Linked DNA regions of Mus musculus: region 2 is linked to region 1. A link is a contact called in public Hi-C data. All regions are on one chromosome and are shown on one strand. The core of a region is the stretch at or near the end of the contact, and the rest is flanking DNA. Distances in the headings are between cores, read along the strand shown. Region 1 overlaps Cdc14a (CDC14 cell division cycle 14A). Region 2 overlaps Cdc14a (CDC14 cell division cycle 14A).

The links. Hi-C and Micro-C count contacts between places; a contact is called where the count stands out from the background.
Region 2: a Hi-C map of trophoblast stem cells shows a contact between it and region 1, with 2.0 times the contacts expected there. The contact joins two enhancer-like sites. A contact is called at or near these places in 2 of 15 datasets of contacts at CTCF or cohesin (the NIH/3T3 cell line and pro-B cells), 50 of 484 Hi-C or Micro-C datasets (3T3-L1-derived adipocytes, the 63-12 cell line, the AML12 cell line and 34 more), 2 of 115 datasets of contacts at active chromatin or transcription factors (bone marrow-derived dendritic cells and embryonic stem cells) and 3 of 9 other capture datasets (adipose tissue, embryonic trunk and pancreatic islet).

The regions. Positions count from the first base shown.
Region 1 is chr3:116,339,916-116,343,329 of GRCm38.p6, reverse strand. All of the region lies in intron 7 of Cdc14a (CDC14 cell division cycle 14A), which reads left to right. Among named protein-coding and RNA genes, the nearest start is that of Cdc14a, 82 kb to the left of the region's middle. Within about 2 kb of position 1,874, at least 36 of the 459 cell types and tissues checked have an H3K27ac peak or open chromatin away from gene starts, as enhancers often do. A contact at or near this core is called in trophoblast stem cells, where this site is marked.
Region 2 is chr3:116,407,254-116,410,667 of GRCm38.p6, reverse strand. All of the region lies in intron 2 of Cdc14a (CDC14 cell division cycle 14A), which reads left to right. Among named protein-coding and RNA genes, the nearest start is that of Cdc14a, 15 kb to the left of the region's middle. Within about 2 kb of position 1,632, at least 16 of the 459 cell types and tissues checked have an H3K27ac peak or open chromatin away from gene starts, as enhancers often do. A contact at or near this core is called in trophoblast stem cells, where this site is marked.

The DNA of each region.
Region 1 (3,414 bases), core at 625-3,124:
TGAACAGAGCAGCAATGACCACAGCTGAGTAAGTTCCCCTGTGGTAGGGTGGGGAGTTCTCTGGGTATATTCTCAGGAGTGGTACAGCTGGATTTTGAGGTATATCAGTTCTCATCTTCCTGAGGAACCACGGCACTGTGGCAGGACGCAGTTGCATCCACCATCAGTGGGTGAGGATGCCCTGATTCTACATCCTCGTCAGCATGAGCTGTCATTTGTTTTATTGATCTTACTCATAGACACTTCTTTGCTAAACTACACTTACTATATAGCATGGCTTAAGAATGCTAGGTACTTGGAAAGCCGAGGCAGGAGGATTGCCATGAATTCAAGGCTAGCTTGAGCTACAGAGACCCTGTCTCAAATAAAAACCAACCAACCAACCAACTAACCAACTGACCAACCAATCATCCAACCGACCAACCACACAAGCTTAATATCTGTGATATTAGTTTCTCCCACACTTTTTTGTTTGTGTGCAATGTGCCTGCATTCATTGTTTTGTATGTGTGGGGCACACATGTGTCTGTATGTATGGCGTGGATGTACACACATGTGCGTGTGGAGGCCTAAGGTTAATAAATTGTCTATCATCCGTCTACCTATTCATTAAGGAAGAGTGGGTCTCAGTCATATTCAGAGTTTATCAATATGGCCGGGCTTATTAGCCAGCCTGTTCTCGGAATTCCTTTGGAAGCTAGATTTACAAGCAGGCTGCCACACTCACCAGATTATGTGGCTTTCTGGGAATCTGATGCTGGTTCTTGTACTTGCATGGCGGGTACTCTAACTGCTGAGTCAGTCCCTTAAAGGAGGTTATGTGACCAGAATGCTACTTATAATGCTACAGAGGATGGGTCAGCAGGGTGTAACCACTTGCTTCTAGTCTAACGATTTCTTAAAGGTTTTGTCTGCTTTCACCTCCCATTCAGGAATCTAAAGAATGCCATGTATAAGCCAGGCGGTGGTGGCCCACGCCTTTAATCCCAGCACATGGGAGGCAGAGGCAGGCAGATTTCTGAGTTTGAGGCCAGACTGGTCTACAAAGTGAGTTCCAGGACAGCCAGGGCTATACAGAGAAACCCTGTCTCAAAAAAACAAAAAACAAAAAAACCAAAACCAAAAAAACAACAAAAAAAGAATGCCATGTATAATTAGTCATATGGATATTTTAAATATTCCACTAGGGACATTCAGAAATGATAGAAAGAAATGGTGAAGGTATTTTAAAAGATGTATTTCAATTAATTCATTATATCCCACATATTTCAACATATAGTTAAGACAGGGATTATTAATGGAGTAGTTTAGTTTACATTTAAAAAAAAAATCATGCCTTCAAAGTCCAGTGTGGCGTTTACACTCCAGCATACCTGAGTCTGGTCTGTTCATCCTGTAAGACACAGGAGCCATGGGTGGCCAGGGTAATGATTCCACAAAATAACAGGCTTGCCATGTACGGTCATGGTCCCCCAGAATGGCATGAAGCCTAAGTCAGTGCTCTATCCGCTCTGACTGCTCATGTGGGAGTACTTTCAAGATTGTCCAATTTAGGAGGTTTAGAGAAGGATGCCTCCGGAATTTGGATATTTCCATGTGACCAGCACATGGATTATTGACTTTAGGACTGAGAAATAGCATCAGACACAGGTCTTGAAAAACAAAAACAAAAACAAAAAAAACCCAAAAACCCAAAAACAAAACAAAACAAAACAAAACCAAAACACCTTCTAGAATATGGTTTCTCCAGTTCCCAAGTCAACCCGTCTGTCCTGTTGCTTAGACACACATTGCTCAGTCAGGATTCTACCAGTAATACTAGGCATATCCAGATCCAACCAACCAACCAATCCGCTCACCCACCCTAACAACTAACCAAAGTCACACGATCTGAAAGCGCCCCGTAGCAATCAGTGTCGAAACGTCTGTACTTTCCGACAGGGCTTGTAAGGTATTCCCAAAGAACCCGAGAACCAATACTACAACCACTCCTTTTGGAATCTAGCCAGGGATCAGTTCAGGAAAATAATATCGACCTTTTATCCTAGGGAGATATGTGAAAACAAGAGCCCTAGTGTTCAATTTACACCGTGATGGTATGTGCCTGTGTATATATGGGCAGCACGCCCTCTAGTGGTGAAGTGACTGCAAGACATCCTGCTTTGACGACCTTGGTGACGCTAGGTCCTCAATTTATAGCTCCCTCTGCTTTCCGCGAAGCGCGTTATTGCTTTATTTTGATGACTGGTCCATGAGCTGGTGACCTCACAGGAAAATGCAGAGCAGGGTCACCCACTAGCAGTACCTTGTTCTTGCTTGTGGCTGGGATTGATGGAGACGAAATGCAGAGAAAGGAGCTTGAGGGGTGATCTTTTGGGGGTCGGGAGGAGCGCTCATCTCTGTGGGTCACATTTATTACCTCGCTTAGTTTTTCAATTTCAAAAAGCTTCCTTAAGTAGCCTCCTGGGGATTCAGTAGAGTTCAAAGATCAACTTTAGAATGTAGCAACTACTTAGAAGGCTTCCTTTTAGCTACATGATGTCTGTCACCCCCCCCCCCCCCAGCTCCCAATAAGTAATAAGTCTAACCACTTTTGAGCGAATGCTGTCTGAGAAATAGCGCTGTCAGCAGGAGGGTATTTTTTTCAGATTGTCAATCTATTGTTGACTTGATTTTGTTTTCTCAAATGCTGGCTATCTGGGACACATCTTTGACCTTGGCAGGTGAGAGCCACACCCAGCTACATCTACCTGACCTCAGAGGAGAGGAGCTGCTGCTTTCGCAGGTGCAGGGGCACCGCACAGGGCTTCTTGTTTTTTACCTTGGTACTCAGAGAACAGGATCGTATTTGCTCAACACCTAGTAAACACAGTTCACACCCATCCATCGGCAGCTGGGGCCTCTGCTCGCCTCAGTTCCTGCCCAGGCAGCTCCATTCCGATCGCTCTGACTGGGAAACTTTGCTTTAAAAAAAAAAAAAATAATAATAATATAACGCTGGGACCAGGGAGATGGCTCAATCAGAAAAATGTTTGCCAAAGCAAGCATGAAGACCAGATTGTAGATTCCTTCAGCCTGTGCAAAAAAAGCTGTCATGGTGGCGAGCTGTCTGTAATCCTAGCACTTGGTGTGGAGGTGGGGGAGAGGGTTGGGATAGAGGCTTGGGCTGTTTGTGTGGTTCCCTGAGTCATTCTCAGCCCCATGTGGCTCACGCTGTGTTGCATTAGACACATCTGTGTCTTCCGTGTCCTCTCTGTGCTTGTGCGCAGAAACTGTCTTGCCTGCCCTTGCATGAATAAAGTAAGCCACTAGCAGAGTCTACTCAGCACAAGGAGTTAATCGGTGTGTAAGACGTGAAATATCTCACGGGTGAGCAGATGAGCATCAAATGCCGAGTGGTCTATTTTCAGTGGA
Region 2 (3,414 bases), core at 383-2,882, 68 kb before region 1:
CCCTGGACTAGGTGCTCAGGATGCCTAGGGACTGTCGTTCAGCTCAGCCTGGTTCAGGGAGCTTGTCCTGCAGTGGATTTCAGACAAAATACTAGTTAAATGTTAAAAGTAGACGATTGAAGTCCGTGGAAGGAGGAGAGAGCTGCAGCATTTTTCTCTTTTGACAGGCGTTGATCTATCCCAGGCTAGCCTTGCACTTACTATGTAGCTAAAAATGACCTGGGATTTGCCGCTAGACCCCATTTTATGCAATTCTGGGGATGAATGCCAGGGCCATGTGTGTGGCTGGCAAGCGCTCTACCAAACGAACTACGTCCCATCCTCAGCCCCCGAAAGACCTTTTGGTCTTTGAAGGCAAGAAACAGGGCCCGTGGGATCTGCACATTTGGAGAGCAGCCAAAGAGGTGGGGATGAGAAGAGACTTCTCTGAGGAAGGGTGGTTGTGCTGAGACCTAAAGCAGGAGTATGTGCTAACCAGGGCTGGGGAGGAGGGTATGAAGAAGGTCTATGAATGAACTCAGACATTCCTTGTGGCTTGAGCTTGCTGGTAATAAAGGTGAGAAAATGTTGCAAAGTAAGTCCCCAAAGAGAGAAGAAGGTAGGAGCTACAGCACGGGGGTGGGGGTGGGGTGGGCTGGAGGCAAGGGGGAGGTGCGGCTTTGAATTCCAGGGGCTTTGGGAGGTGAGGAGATCATAGCCACTGGGTTTAGAGGACTTTTCCCTTTCCAGGCCCTGATTTCAGGAACTGCTTACAAAAAGGTGAGAGCTAGCCTTTTATATATCACCGCCTCTGCCGGAGCTACAGGAATAGACTGGCCGCCCAGTCCTCTTGCTATCCGTGGCAGCTGGTGAATATAAAAGGGTTAACTTACGTGGTCTGAGAATGCTTCTGTGGGAGTGAGTTTTAATCTTAGCAGAGCATTCCCGAAGAAGCCACCTCTTGCTTTTGTTCACTGGAGTCTTGGAGGGGACTGTCCCTTCACTGACTGTGCTTCAGATTGGAAGGACATGAAATACTGGATACTACATAGTCACTCATTTTACAGAAGCGACAGCTGAAGGCTTCTACAACCCTGCCCCGTGCCTAGAGCTAAAGAAAGTGCTAAGTGGAGAAGGTCCTTTATTTTATGGTGTGTGAGGCAGCTGGGATTTCCTGAAAGGATGTGTCAGGGACAGGGGTTGATCCCAAGGCTGAGACTGCAGCCTGGGAATGCAGCGTGATCAGATAGATACCAGAGTCCTGTGTATCCAGTGGTCTTTCATTCTTTTTCAGGCTGTCCTGTACACAGGAAAGTTGGTAGGTGGTCAGCCACTGGCATCTGTAACTGTGGCAAGGTGTGCTCTATCTAAGGGTATGAGCAGGCACTCCGACTGGTGCCCCAGTGTCTTAGGTTAGTATGTACCAAGCAATTAGGATCTTCTGGAAATGTGATCGTTATGCGTTTTCCGTCAGGATCTAAAACATCTTCTGCTTGGAGGGAAACATCAATAGTAAGGCAAACATTAGCTAGTATCAACAACGCTCTTTAAACAAAAACAAACCAATTAAAGATGGGCCGGGGAGATGGGCCAGCGGGCTTGTCTGATAACCCGCATTTACATTGCCAAATCTCACAGGAGTGTCCAGTGCTGTAGCAGCAGACTCTGTAATTCCAGCGCGGCCCTGCTGGGAGATGGCAGGTGGAGACAGGATACTCTCCAGAAGCTCCTGGGCCAGCGAGTCAGGCTCCTACAGAAACAAAGAGACTTTCAAACCTGGAGAGGTGAGGGCCAACACCCAAAGGTTGGCCTTGGGGCCTCAGATCTCCACATTCATAGGTGGCACACATGCAGCTACATACACACTCAGACACACACACACACACACAGAGACAGACAGACAGACACACACACACACAGAGACACTCACACAGGCACACACACACAGACACACACAGACACACACACAGACACACACACAGACACACACACAGGCACACAGACACATACACACACACAATTCATACTGTACACATGAAAAACAAAGTATTGGCATGCCTTATGCTCTTACAATGTAAGGCATCCTATTTTAAAAGCAATATTTCTTTTGATTTCACAAGAGCTATTTGATTAATATGTTTACGTGTAGCATCTTGTTCAGAACGGGTGGCCATAAGTTTCATGGCGGGACTAGGCAGTGCTTGGAAAGTCGTGTTTCTTTTCATTGAGGGGTTGACCAGTTTTGCACAGAGCTTCTAATGTGTAGAGTAAGGCATGGTGGCACTTTAGACAATGATTTCCTTGGGGACAGACACACGGAGATCACAGCTCACTAGAAAAACCAAAGACAATCGTAAGCCCTCAGCACTGTAAATCTCGTGAGAAGAGCAGGGCATGCTGGGTACACTGCGGGTCATGTAAATCCAGGGGGCCCTGGGAAGTGTTTTCTCTGGTCTTGGGCTTCTCTTCCGTGGTCCTTTGAGAAGGACACAGCCTTCCTTCTTTCTCCCTCCTGCCAACTTCCACCTGCTGACTCCATATACTTCAGTCAGTTCTTTGAATTCCTTTGCTGTCAAATCAAAATGGTTTTGGCTTTTTACACTTATTGAATTGGATACCAGATGCCTGATGTTCAATTCTTAAACTTGTTGAGATTTACTGTAGCTATCCAGCTATAATTTGACAACATTGTTGGAGGAAAAGCATGCATTGGTGAGGAGATCAACTTCTTTAATCATTCATTTGGAGATGAAGGAGCTGTGATATAATGAACTATGCCCAGCTAGCCCAATGAGACTGGAATATCACCCCCCACCCGGCACCAAGACAGTGGGAGCGAGGTCTTTGTTTGCCTTTGAGTCGAGATATTATGCTAGAATTTGACAGAATGGAGATGCACTAGTCAATGTTTGGACTGTAAGTTCAAGGGAGTCTATTTTCAGATTTTTTTCTTAAAAAAATAAATCGTGTGTGAGTCTCTTTATGTGTATTGTTTCAGGGGCTAGCAATGGATTCTCCTTCTCCCTTTCCCTCTCCCTCCCCCCACCCTTCCCCCTCTCTCATCAGGGTTTCTCTGTATAGCCTTGGTTATCCTGGAACTTTCTCTGTAGACCAGGCTAGCATTGAACTCACAGAAAGTCTGTGCTGGAATTAAAAGTGTATGCTACCACTATCTGGCTAGGGATGCCTTTTTGAGTGGCTTCTCTCATTTTTTGGGGGATAGTATCTGTCACTCAAAGCACTTTATTGGTATCTATTTTTTGGTGCTCAGCAATTTCTTATTTGTGGTGGCCAGTGTTGCTTCCATGGTCTTGTCATCTTGACAGGTGTTGTCCATCATTGCTGCTCACAGGCCAGTTCTGCAGGCTTTCCCCTCATGTGGCTTTTGAGTCGTTTTGATGGGAAATGTCTTCAGTTTTCAGATATGAAAACTGA